2 separate regions of the Zea mays genome follow, and region 2 is linked to region 1. A link is a contact called in public Hi-C data. All regions are on one chromosome and are shown on one strand. The core of a region is the stretch at or near the end of the contact, and the rest is flanking DNA. Distances in the headings are between cores, read along the strand shown. Region 1 holds the start of LOC103634024 (transcription factor bHLH30). Region 2 overlaps LOC100383753.

What was found. A called contact is a pair of places that touch in the nucleus more often than the background predicts.
Region 2: a contact with region 1 is called in a Hi-C map of tassel, with 3 times the contacts expected there. The contact joins the enhancer-like site here to the promoter of LOC103634024 in region 1. A contact is called at or near these places in 2 of 25 Hi-C or Micro-C datasets (leaf and tassel).

Annotation. Positions count from the first base shown.
Region 1 is chr1:36,858,332-36,864,673 of Zm-B73-REFERENCE-NAM-5.0, reverse strand. It overlaps LOC103634024 (transcription factor bHLH30), which reads right to left and starts at 3,892. Exons shown (of 2, transcript XM_008655660.3): 1 at 2,689-3,892; 2 at 721-1,815. The coding sequence starts at 3,327. The coding sequence ends at 1,279.
Region 2 is chr1:37,152,921-37,159,262 of Zm-B73-REFERENCE-NAM-5.0, reverse strand. LOC100383753 reads left to right here. Exons shown (of 20, transcript NM_001362129.1): 18 at 624-759; 19 at 854-958; 20 at 1,030-1,603. The coding sequence ends at 1,230. Among protein-coding and RNA genes, the nearest start is that of LOC100383753, 15 kb to the left of the region's middle. Within about 2 kb of position 2,937, at least 20 of the 20 cell types and tissues checked have an H3K27ac peak or open chromatin away from gene starts, as enhancers often do. A contact at or near this core is called in leaf and tassel, where this site is marked.

The sequences.
Region 1 (6,342 bases), core at 2,643-5,142:
CTCGGCAAAGAAGCCTCTTTGCCGAGTGCCAGCCGTTGGCTCTCGGCAAAGACTGACGGCCGTCAGCTCTGAGACGGCCGCTGACGGCCCTTTGCCGAGAGCCCCGTTTGCCGAGTGTTTGACACTCGGCAAACTTGTCTTTGCCGAGTGCCTCCCTGTGCCGAGTGTTCAGCACTCGATAAAGGGGCTCTTTGCCGAGAGCCTAACTTTACCGAGTGCTGCACTCGGCAAAGCCTTCTTTGCCGAGTGCCCGACAAAAGACACTCGGCAAAGAATACAACACTCGGCAAAGCCTCGGATTCCGGTAGTGATATGTGCGTGCATATATGTGATGTATGTGAGTATCTCCGTTGCCGTGATAAAAAAAAAGAGCTCCATTAAACAGAGTGATATATATGAACGTTGTGTTTTTTGGTGATCTCGCAAGAATTAATATGGCACAGAAAGACTGTTTTATCTAGATGTAATACGCGCGCATACATTGTATCCAACACATTTCGCATCTTGCATGCATATGTATGCCTATGAAGCAGAAAAAAAAACAGTGTAAAGAGAGCATGCAATGCATATGTGCTATTATTTCGTTCGTCAATTAAACATGAAATATTGCTCATGCGGCACTCTTGTAACAACCTAACATTAAGAACTATGGCCTTAGATTTTGTCTCACAAATTAAAAGTGCCATTCTTATTTTTCGAGAGAGCACGAGGACCAGTGCATGTCAGCAGCGCCCCTTCAAAGAGGGAAGTAGGCGTAGTTCCATTATATTCTGAAGATGAATGATGTTGCTCTGTGCTTGTTGTTGCTTGAAAAGCTAGAGTGGTACGTACTAGTACCGTAGTAGCATAGTATCGCTTACTCCTACGGAGTTAACACACGTCTTCACTCTTCACTACCGAATGGGAGCATGTATATAGCCACCTCAACACTATCAGGTAACAGGCTAACAGCAGCTTACATGTATTGGATTGATGAGGATATCCCATGCGTGCAGAGACACAGTACCGATTGATATCAATACATAATAAGAAAGGAAGACACTATAGATAAATAAACGAAAATATTTTTAAAAAAAATAATAGCCGTGGTTGCTGGCAACCGGCAAGCATGCATTATCCATACGTAGCTAGCTAGCTAGTTGCGGCATTGCATGCATGAGTACTATGATCAACTATGAGAGATTGGGGAGGTTTACGGTGTTTGTTTCTACTGTCGTTTCGTTTCGTTTCGTTTTTGCACATCTCATCAAGTGGTGTGGTGGATATATGTGTTAGCTTCTAGATGGACCTGTTCTCTAGGATGGCCGAGAGGCTCGTCATGCGCTGCCGCTTGAGCCCGGCGGCGCCCCCTGTGGATGCCGCGGCCGCTCCCGACTCCTCGGCGGCCGCCGACGCCGTGCGCTCCATGACGGCGCGCAGGGCCTCCTGGATGGACGCGACCGTGCGCTGCGGCGACATGGGCGCCTCCTCCTCCTCCTCCTCCCGCTGGCCGTCATGGGCGCTGCTGTCGTCGTCGGCGGTGATGAGGAGCACGTTCTTGACGCGGCCGCCGAGGGTGGTGATCTCGGCCTTGAGCGCGCGCAGGCGGAGCGCCTTGAGCGCGCGGACGAGGTCCGGCAGCAGGTCGGCGCGGTCGTCGCAGCAGAGCGACGCGCGCACGACGAGGCGGCCGTCCTCGTCGCTGCCCGCGTCGACGGTGAGCTCGTCGGACTCGGTGGGGAGCGGGCACGCCTCCTCCTCCGTGATCTCCGACGTCTGCCGCTTCAGCTCCTTCACGTGCTGGATCACCTCCGCCAGCAGCGACGCCTTGTCTGTCTGCAGCATGCATGTACGTGACGTGACACGCGCACGCATATGATCGATCCGGTATGAGTAAATCGCAAGGAAAGCAACTAACGCTAGCTAAACAGAAAGAAAGACCACGCAGCACGTGGTTGCCAGAATGATGATGAGAGGAGAATTAGTATGCGGTGTACGCATGCAGATGCCGGCCGAAAGGAGGCCATGCGTGCCGTGGGTATGCATGCTTCCGATTCTTTTGTACCTACATGTTCTGCTATCGCGCCTACCTACCTGGGGTCAAACGCATGCGCCTACTACTACACTGACTAAGCTGTACAGTTTGTGGTGCACTAAAAGAACTAGTAACAGTACAGCACGAGGAGTACTGTACAGTATACTCCTATTTGGGATGCAGGTTCTGCAGAGGATCAGGTGCTCGGATCCTTGGGGGGCGACTGTTGCTTGGGCGGTAACCCGGACGGAGGATCTCTCGAGATGGGCAGTCTTTTGTTTATCTTTGCTGGCACTGTTCATGTCCGAGACTGACACGAGGTCGCGCGTGTTTGTCTCTCCTCGGACTCGGAGAGGCCGGCAGTAACCTCCCGCATCGCGAGCTCTCTGTTCCCTTCCCGGTCTCTCTTTTCCGCGTCAACTAGGCGGCTCCCTCCCTCCCCATGTCTCCTAGTACTACTACATACCTCAGCCCTACACTACACCTGCGCTAGCTAGTGTACGTAGTGCTATCGGATGGAGAGCCAGCAGCTAGATAGCTAGCAGCACTAGTAGTGGAGTTCGCGCGCGCGCACGCGGAGACGTACACACGCGTAGCAAGTTGCATTCGTACGTAGTAATAGATCACTCGATCCGCGCGTGTGTAATGTCGTCGATTATTATTAGTATTAGTACCTTGGTTGTGTTGGGCAGGAGGCTGCGGAGGCGCGCGAGGTGCGCGTTGATGCGCTCGCGGCGCCTGCGCTCGGCCTCGCTGTGGCTCCTGGACGCGGCCAGCGCCTTGGCGTCCATGATCTCCTGCGCGGTCATCCGGCCAAAGTCCCCGAACGGCAACGACGACGCGAAGGGCGGGGGCATCATCATCATCCCGGAGCCGCCGCCCGCCATGTAGAGGCCGAGTGGGTCCGACGACGTGGACGGGCCGCCGCCTGGATGGTGGTGATCGTACGCGAGCTGGAGCGCGCGCCGCGCGTACAAGTCGGCGAAGAAGGGCGGCGGTGTCGGGGGGAGCGGCGGCAGAGGCGGGAAGAACGGGGGCTGCTGGCCTCCGCCGACGTCGTTGCTGCTGTTGTGGTGGTGCTGTGGCGGCCAGCAGAAGATCTGCGGCGGCGCCATGGTCGCTGCACTCACGCTTCCCAGGCTACTGCTCGCCGCCTGACCGCCGCCATCTCCTGCTCCTTGCTCCACCACTACTCCGCTAGTGGCACCGCCACCGCAGGCCCTGGACTGGTGCTCGAGATCCTCGTCGTCGTCGTGGACGAGCACTTCGACTTCCTGGCGGCGGCGGCGGTGGTGGTCGCCGTGACCACCCATCGACCGTCGATCCGATTGGAGGAGAGGAGCTAGCTAGCAGCTGCTGCTGGCTAGGGGAATAAGGTTGCGGCGTGCTCCAACGTATACAACGTAGTACTACGTTTAATTGGCGTGGAAGCGAGATGGACGGATGCTTCTCCTGGTACTGGTAGGGCTAGCTTTTGTATAGGGTTGTGTCATGTGGCAGCATGATGCGCCTTTCGGCCTTTTTGTCTTTCGCTTATGATCTCGCCCGGCCTCGCAAGAATCATGGCGACCTCCCCCTGGCCTGTGATCACACAGAGACATAGAGCAAAAGGCCTCGCTTTTTTTTTTGTGGTTCTCTCGCTTGAATTCGCTCCCGGTGCCGGTGGCCCTCCAGACGACCTGACCTGCGATACCATTACTTGGCTGCCACGCCTTTCGATGGCCCTGTGGGGGCAAAGGCTAGTAGGGTAATATAATTACTATAGGCTGGAGCAACGGAGACATGAGAGGGAAAAGGGCGTGTAAATGGAGCTGGTCGATCAGGCATTCAGGCCTGGAACGGGACCAAAAAGGGGACGCGTTCGACCCGACGGAGGGTGGCCAGGACGTACTACGGGAGAGAAGAAAGAACTAGTGCCATGCATGTGTGTGTATGTGTGGATGCCTGACTGAACGCCTGCCGGTCAAGGCCCATGTTATGCAGCAGAGCGAGCGAGCGAGCGAGAACCAGCACCCGTCGTCCACTTTACGAATCCACGCCTCCCCGCGCGACACAATCATTGTGTCTTGGAATACACTCCTCGCCGCCCGGCCGGCCTGCAGCTAGCGGCAGAGACACAGAGAGAGAGACTATAGTACGAGTAGACGGATTTGTCACTCTAATCCGGCGTGGGCGCAGGATTGAGGAAGACAGGATCCGCGCCAAAGGGCAGGCTAATGCCACTAATGACGCCACTCATCCATCCGCGCCACGGTTATCAAGTGGTTTCAAATCTCGGCCCATGATTACGAGGCCCGCGCTCCCTCCTCCGATCCGCGCGCGCGCGCTCTAGGCAGTTAGCTAGCGAGGTCGCGAGGAGCTAAGCGAGCGAATGGGGACGGAGCATGGCTGCATGAGATCCAGCTGCCCGACCCCTGCGTGCCGGCGCCATGATGCGCACCGCCCTGCCGCGCGACGCGCGTCGTCGACGACACGATCATCATGCTGCTGTGCCGCTCCGCTCCGCGCGCCCGGCCGGCGAACGAGGCGCGGGGAGCGGGCGACAAGTGGAGCAGCTAGCCTCGTTCCGCACCCCCGGCCCAGACAGATATCGCGTCCCCGGTCCCTTCCCCGCGCCTTCGTGATTGCGTTCGTACGCCGGCACTGCGCCCGCACCTGGCGGCCGGCCGGCCGGCCGGGGAGCGGGAGCGGACGGAGACGGAGGAAGCACTGCACGCAGCACGCAGCACGCGACGACCACCGAAGCGGGTTCAGAACACGATTCAGGTTGCCGCTGGCTGCACCCTTGGGCCACACGCGCGTCATGCGACGTGGTGGTGACGACGCGCCCCAGCCGAGCGCGCGCCTGGCAGTTTCAGAGCGCGGGGGAGACTGGCCGTGGCCGGCAGAGGCAAAAACGGCCGGCGGGAACTCATCATGGCGCCGCTCGGCCGCATTCACTCTGCCCCTGTTTGGGCTTGCTCCCTGCCTTCCTGCTCGTAGCGCTGGCACGTCGGCGCGCCCTCGCTGCTGCTGACGCTGTGCTACAGTGTCCAGTCCAGAGTATTCATGTTTTCGCGTAGAGTGAGTACGCATCATCACGGGAAATTAAAAGGATCGGACGATCCTTAGCAGTCATTCGGACGGACGGCCGGCCACAGTCTCCACACTGTAGTTCCTTTTTGCCCCGCTCTGTACTTTCCCTTTGCCAAAATGGGATGTGTGAAGTTGGCCTCATCAGAAACGTGCAAATCCGGAATGAGATGGGGTAACAGGCAGCAAGCTGTGTCTGTGCCGACTGTCCGTGCGCCAGTCGGCAGTGAGCATCGGTGCTGATGTAGGCGATACGGGAGATCGACGGGCCGGGAGGAGTTCGCATGCAGCCTCTTTCACAGTTATCGAATCGTCACGTCCACACCTCTTGGGCGTCTGCTTCAGCTCCGGCAGCCACCTAGTTGGAGGCAGGGCCGTTCCTGACTTTTCAGGGGCCCAGTGCGAAATTCGATATGGTAGACCCATCCACACACAAATATATATAATTATATCGAATATTTGACGTATAAAATTTATTATGCACTTTTTTGATGTTTTTAAGATAACAAATGTAAAATATAGCCAAAAACACTTACTTCTCATCTGATATCATTAAAAATATCTTCTAACATTTTGTGATACGAAGTCATCACTTATATCGTTGAGATCAATTTCATACAACAACTTTTTTCGATATATAGAATCGCCAAGCCATTTAACCTCTCTTAAGTTATTATTGACCATAAATAGTCCACAAAAACATTTCAATTTTAAAAAGCTTCTCTTTGACGATGCAACCATCATGTGTATAGTAAATAATACTCTCTATATATCAAAATAAAATTCGTTTTGCTTCTTTAGTGGATTTATCATCATCTAGTTGAATATAAATATAAAAATCAAGAGCTAAAATAAATACTATTTTGAAACGAATGGAGTATTCGATAAGCCATTGAGACATTAGTTTAACAATCCAAACAAGATTGATTGATAGCACATCGTTCATTGCGTATTTTGTCTAGAATAGATAGGTTTAATAAGAAAAAGTGCTAGCGTCTAGTGCCTAGGGCCCTCTGATTTTGGGGGCCCGGTGCGGCAGCACCTTCGGCACCCCCACAGGAACGGCCCTGGTTGGAGGATGGATGAGGTCTCGGCGGTCGACATCTGTCAGACGTCGTCCTAGCGTGCCAACTTGGAGCTGCGGATACCACCACCGTGCCCCGACCACTCAGTCGGTAGCAGAGTTGCCTTCGGCAGCTCACACCACTGCGGTCGGTGCAGAACGCTCCCCCAGCTGTTCGACGTAGACTGTGGAC
Region 2 (6,342 bases), core at 1,688-4,187, 300 kb before region 1:
CCATTTGAGAAAAAACTAGTATTTTAAAGTTTTCTTTATATTCAGAAAAGCTAGCTGATGAAGTAATGAATTGCATTTTACTAATTTAATTTCTCAAATGCAACAATCTTCTTATATACATACAAGGGGAAAGGATGTGTTATGCTCACTTTATCCATATTCCATATATTAGATTAATATATGTCAGCAATTGAGAGCAGTTTAATTAGAACCATATTCTTTTCTTATACTTCTCAATTGCCATAGCATCAACTTCAAAACTCATATGCTGTTCGGGTTCTCTTTCTTTGCTGGACCCTAGAAGTAACCATGACCATCTGGACCTTGATGTTCTTTCAGAATTGTTCTCAAAATGACCAAAAAAGCAAACCATTTTCTCTCTCTAGTGAATAGCCTGCCATGAGATTTGTTAATAAATTTGAACACTACTACTGAGTTTAAAGTGCCTAGAATTCTGAAGTGTTGGATGGGGCAGCTAAGAATCATGAGACATTTGGTGCTGTTCCATTTTATAGGCAGCAGATGGATTAGTTCTCAATGTCTTCATTACATAACTAAAAATAAAGAGTAACATCTGGTCCTGTAATTTTGTCACTCACTAGTTCTTGTTCGTCTTTATGCAGATACTATGGTGATATACTTCGTTCTCTGCATAATTTGTTTAGTAACTCAGAATCAGATGATGCAGTAAGAGATAACGCTGCTGGTGCTATTGCTAGGATGATAATGGTGCAGCCTCAGTCGATTCCTCTCAACCAGGTTTGAACAACATTGCAGTTAGTATGTTTGGACAGCTTCATGTTTCAGATTCAAGAGTGTAAGCGTGTAATAAATGTTTGATTCATTCTTATAGGTTCTTCCAGTTTTTATCAAAGCTTTGCCACTAAAAGAAGATCATGAAGAATCAATGACTGTCTATGGTTGCGTCTGCGGTTTATTATTATCATCACATCCCCAGGTGATTCTTGAACCAGATGTCCATTATCGGTCTATATTCATTTGCCAGACCTAACTCTTTTTGTGTTGCAGATCCTCCCTCTGGTGCCTGACGTCATACATGTCTTTGCCCAAGTGGTGGTATCCCCAGATGAGAGCGATGAAGTGAAAACAAATATTGGCAAGGCTATTTCTCACTTGATATCTGTCTATGGCCAGCAAATGCAGCCAATACTGAGTGCCCTTCCACCAGCCCATGCAAACGCGCTGGCTTCATTTGCGAGTAGAAGATGACCTTGGAGGACCAGCTTTTCTTTGGTTCCTTGTTCTGCTTGATTTTGTTTTGGTTTTGTCGACGATTGCCATTTTCTGAGGATCTGGTCACATGGATCAGGCCAGATGGGAGTGCTTGCATTGCACATTGGCAAGGGCGAGCGGAGTTGTCAGGTTGGCGCATGATTGATTATATGGTGAGCTTGGTTTCTCTTTGAGATACATAGTTGTGCTTGCTTTGGAGCCCTGTACGGTTATGAGTGCCTGCCTGTATTCAGGTTCCGGATTTGGTTATTTATGCTCTTGTTTTTTATATTTTTTTGCCTGTATTTGCAATTCATTGATTGCTGTTGTATATAGAAGAGAGTTTTAAATAGAGAGAATGTACGACTCTGCAACTGGCAAATTTTGTATACATACTGCTCATACCACTTGCTAATGTTCGTCCGGATTGCGTACCTTGTGCCCAAGTTGGAAAAAAGGCGCTCCTTGTGCCGCCAATAGGAAATCATGGAAGCGGGGAAAGAAAGCAAAAGTACAGATACCACTGGAAAGCTAAAATAATTACAGGAATGATCCAGTACAATGTGAGCAGCGTGGCCATGCGTCGATCCTTAGTGCGGTTGCGCTATGCTGGTTTGGGAAAGTTTTGTTTCTTATTCGAGCACACGCTTGATTTATGTTACTGTGTGGTGATGAATGATTGTTGAGATGATCAAGTTTTTTTGGTTGGGGTTAGAGATTATTGTGTCTGTGTGGTTATGAAGATGGTTTAAGGGCTTGGATACGTGCAATATAAAACATCTCTGTTAGGTGATTCGGACTATTTGACATTTGACATAGAAGTTTGAAATAAGGGATGTGATATAAGATCTGCTTAGAGCTTGTTTTTTTAGGTTTCACTATTTTTTCTTGAGAGGGTTAGACAGAATTCCACACGGAGTGTATTTTAAAATATAGAACTTTAACATTGAAAACTACCCCAATAGAGGTCCTATTTCATAAAAAAGGTCAAATAATTATAGGACTCGTCTTATGTTGTGTTTTGCCATCGTGTTGCGTTTTCACCCAGGGTTGCGTGTTTAGGCTCAGTTTGAAATCTTTATAGCTAAAAGTTAGTTGCTAAAATTAGCAGTAGAGGTTCCAAATACCTCTGTCTAATTGTTAACCAAACACACATAAGACTCCCCCTTAATTATATGTAGCCACCGATTAACATGTGTACTCTTTCGGAATGTCTACGATCTTTGTGAGTGCTGCAGCTAGATACAAAACTAAATGAAATTAAATTCGTCTTTCTCAGTCTTTCTGTGTCCTTTACTTATTGACGAAGGATTACTCAGGGACGACAGCAGTGGTCGCTGTCGCCGTCGCTGTCCGTGTGCTCCACGATCGACTCTTTGGACCAAGGTGATTTGATCAGCAAAAGCCCGATCCAGTGCTAGCTAAAGGTCGACCGATAATACCATCAATCATAGGATCGGATCGGGTCCTTTCCTGCCTGCTCGCTCGCCTGCCTTTTAACCTAGTAGTAGTAGATTTTAAGCTTGGTCGACTGGTCTTGTACTCTTGTTCCCTCTCTCTCTTTCCTTAATCAACTTTTGTTTCCATGTATATATGCCGGTGAGGCAGTGAAGAAACAACGCACCGGCGAAAACCGGCACTAATCTTGGCCCTGGTCGGACGGCGTCGGCGCGCGGCCAACCCCGCGCTGACACGCACAGGCGGACAGCAGGACGACGCGGGCCGGCACGATCTCGGCCGGATCCGCGCCCTCGGAGCCCCCCTGCCCGCCCACTACCCCCTAAAAAAAGCCTACGGCACCGCCATTTTTGGCATCCCGGCCCGGCGCCGGCCGCGGCCATGTGCGCCCGCCTCCGGCCGGCAAAGACGCCTAGCTACCTACACCGCCCGCTAGTAGCTTTGGGGATCGGTAGACGAACAAAACGCGCTAGGCCCCGAGCTAGCTAGCTGCTGTCTGCTGGCTCCGCGCGTGCATTTCTCTCGATCTCGTCCCATTGGCCGGCTGGCGGCTGGCCGAGACCATTCGGCGGCGCCTGGACCAGGGACTGCTTGTCGCACCCCCGAACAGTGGCCAGTGCACACGTACGGCGGCGTGCCTCTTTTTTTTAGCTAGGATCACCAGGCGCGCCTTTGTGGGTACGTCCGGTCGTGGAACGAACCTAGCTAGCACGACGGGGACGAGCTATTTTCTTGATAGAAATTAAGGTGACAATGTATGTAGCAGCTAGCTAGCACACTAGCAGTGAGGTGAGTGACACTGCCGCGCTTATTTGTACCGCTGCTAGACTGCTGCCTAGTTCGCGTACGTGTCTATGGACAGCGCACACGTACACGTACATCCGATTCTCCAAGTACGCCTGCGCTCCCTCAGTCCCTCGTTACGCTACCTTTCTTTTTCTCTGTTATTTTTAGTACATGCTTTCATTCTCTTGATCTTGACCGAACAAAAGTAGCTGCCCACTTTGGATTCCGAGTCATATACATTATTACTTGCATGCATGAACCATGCACCTATACGTATATTATATATATACCCCCTCCGTCCGTCACTTCGTCCTAGTAAAACTTAATTAGGTTTCACTATATTTATAAAAAATATTACTAATATTTATATCTTTATAAATAACCTTATTATAAAAATATATTTAACAATGTTTCTGTTGGTGCCGATCTGAACGCCAAACACTGAAACGAACCATCTGGCAGTGCTTTCTGCGTAGACGCGGACGGTCCGCGGCGTAGTGAAAGTCGCCTAGAGGGAGGGGGTGAATAGGAAAATCTGAAATTTATAAAGTTTGAGCACAACTACAAGCCGAGGTTAGCGTTAGAAATATAATCAAGTCCGAAAGAGAGGGCGAAAACAAATCACAAGCAAATAAGGCGGATGGCACGGTGATTTGTTTTACCGAGGTTCGATTCTTGCAAACCTACTCCCCGTTGAGGTGGTCACAAAGACCGGGTCTCTTTCAACCCTTTTCCCTCTCTCACACGGTCACCTAGACCGAGTGAGCTTCTCTTCTCAATCAATCGGGACACTAAGTCCCCACAAGGACCACCACACAATTGGTGTCTCTTGCCTTGATTAGAATTGAGTTGGAAACGAGAAAGAAAGAAGAAGAAAAGTGAAAGGGAATTAGGCTTACACCTAGTCCCTAATTAATTTTGGTGGTTGAATTGCCCAACACAAATAATTGGACTAACTAGCTTGCCCAAGTGTATAGAATATACAGGTGTAAAAGGTTCACACTCAGCCAATAAAAAGACCAAGTTTTGGATTCAACAAAGGAGCAAAAGGGCAACCGAAGGCACCCCTGATCTGGCGCACCGGACTGTCCGGTGTGCCACCTGACATGTCCGGTGCACCAGGGGGACTCAGACTCAAACTCGCCACCTTCGGGAATTCCCTGAGGCGACTCGGCTATAATTCACCGGACTGTCCGGTGTACACCGGACTGTCCGGTGTACACCGGACAGTGTCCGGTGTACACCGGACAGTGTCCGGTGCGCCAAGGGAGGTCGGCCTCAGGAACTCGCCAGCTTCGGGAAACTCCAACGGCTAGTCCACTATAATTCACCGGACTGTCCGGTGTGCACCGGACTGTCCGGTGCGACTCCGAAGCAACGGCTATCTCCGCGCCAACGGCTCTCTGCGGAGCAATAAATGCGCGCGCAGGAGTCAGAATCGCCCATGCTGGCACACCGGACAGCAAACAGTACATGTCCGGTGTGCACCGGACACCCAGGCGGGCCCACAAGTCAGAAGCTCCAACGGTCAGAATCCAACGGTAGTGATGACGTGGCAGGGGGCACCGGACTGTCCGGTGTGCACCGGACTGTCCGGTGCGCCATCGAGCAGACAGCCTCCCAACGGCCAAATTTGGTGGTTGGGGCTATAAATACCCCAACCACCCCACCATTCATTGCATCCAAGTTTTCTACTTCCCAACCACTACAAGAGCTCTAGCATTCAATTCGAGACACACCTAAGAGATCAAATCCTCTCCATATTCCACACAACGCCCTAGTGACTAGTGAGAGTGATTTGCTTGTGTTCTTTTGAGCTCTTGCGCTTGGATTGCTTCTTTTCTTTCTCACTCGTTCTTGTGATCAAAACTCCATTGTAATCAAGGCAAGAGGCACCAATTGTGTGGTGGCCCTTGCGGGGAAGTTTTGTTCCCGACTTTGATTTGAGAAGAGAAGCTCACTCGGTCCGAGGGACCGTTTGAGAGAGGGAAGGGTTGAAAGAGACCCGGCCTTTGTGGCCTCCTCAACGGGGAGTAGGTTTGAGAGAACCGAACCTCGGTAAAACAAATCCGTGTGTCACACTTCATTTACTCGCGATTTGTTTTGCGCCCTCTCTCGCGGACTCGTTTATATTTCTAACGCTAACCCGGCTTGTAGTTGTGTTTATATTTGTAAATTTCAGTTTCGCCCTATTCACCCCCCTCTAGGCGACTTTCAATTGGTATCGGAGCCCGGTGCTTCATTAGAGCCTAACCGCTCGAAGTGATGTCGGGAGATCACGCCAAGAAGGAGATGGAGACCGGCGAAAAGCCCACTACAAGCCACGGGAGCACTTCATCGGAAGAGTCCCGCACCAAGAGGAAGGAGAAGAAGAAGGACTCCTCCAAACGGAAGGAGAAAAAGTCTTCCTCTTCTCACCACAAAGAGAAGAAGGAAAAATCTTCTTCCCACAAGCCGCATCGGAAAGGCGACAAGCACAAGAGGATGAGGAAAGTGGTCTACTACGAGACCGACACTTCATCAACATCAACCTCCGACTTCGATGCGCCCTCCGTCACTTCTAAGCGCCAAGAGCGCAAGAAGTATAGTAAGATCCCCCTACACTACCCTCGCATTTCCAAACATACACCTTTACTTTCCGTCCCATTAGGCAAACCACCAACTTTTGATGGTGAAGATTACGCTAGGTGGAGCGATTTAATGCGATTTCATCTAACCTCGCTCCACAAAAGTATATGGGATGTTGTTGAGTTTGGTGCACAGGTACCGTCAGTAGGGGACAAGGACTATGATGAGGATGAGGTGGCCCAAATCGAGCACTTCAACTCTCAAGCAACAACAATACTCCTCGCCTCTCTAAGTAGA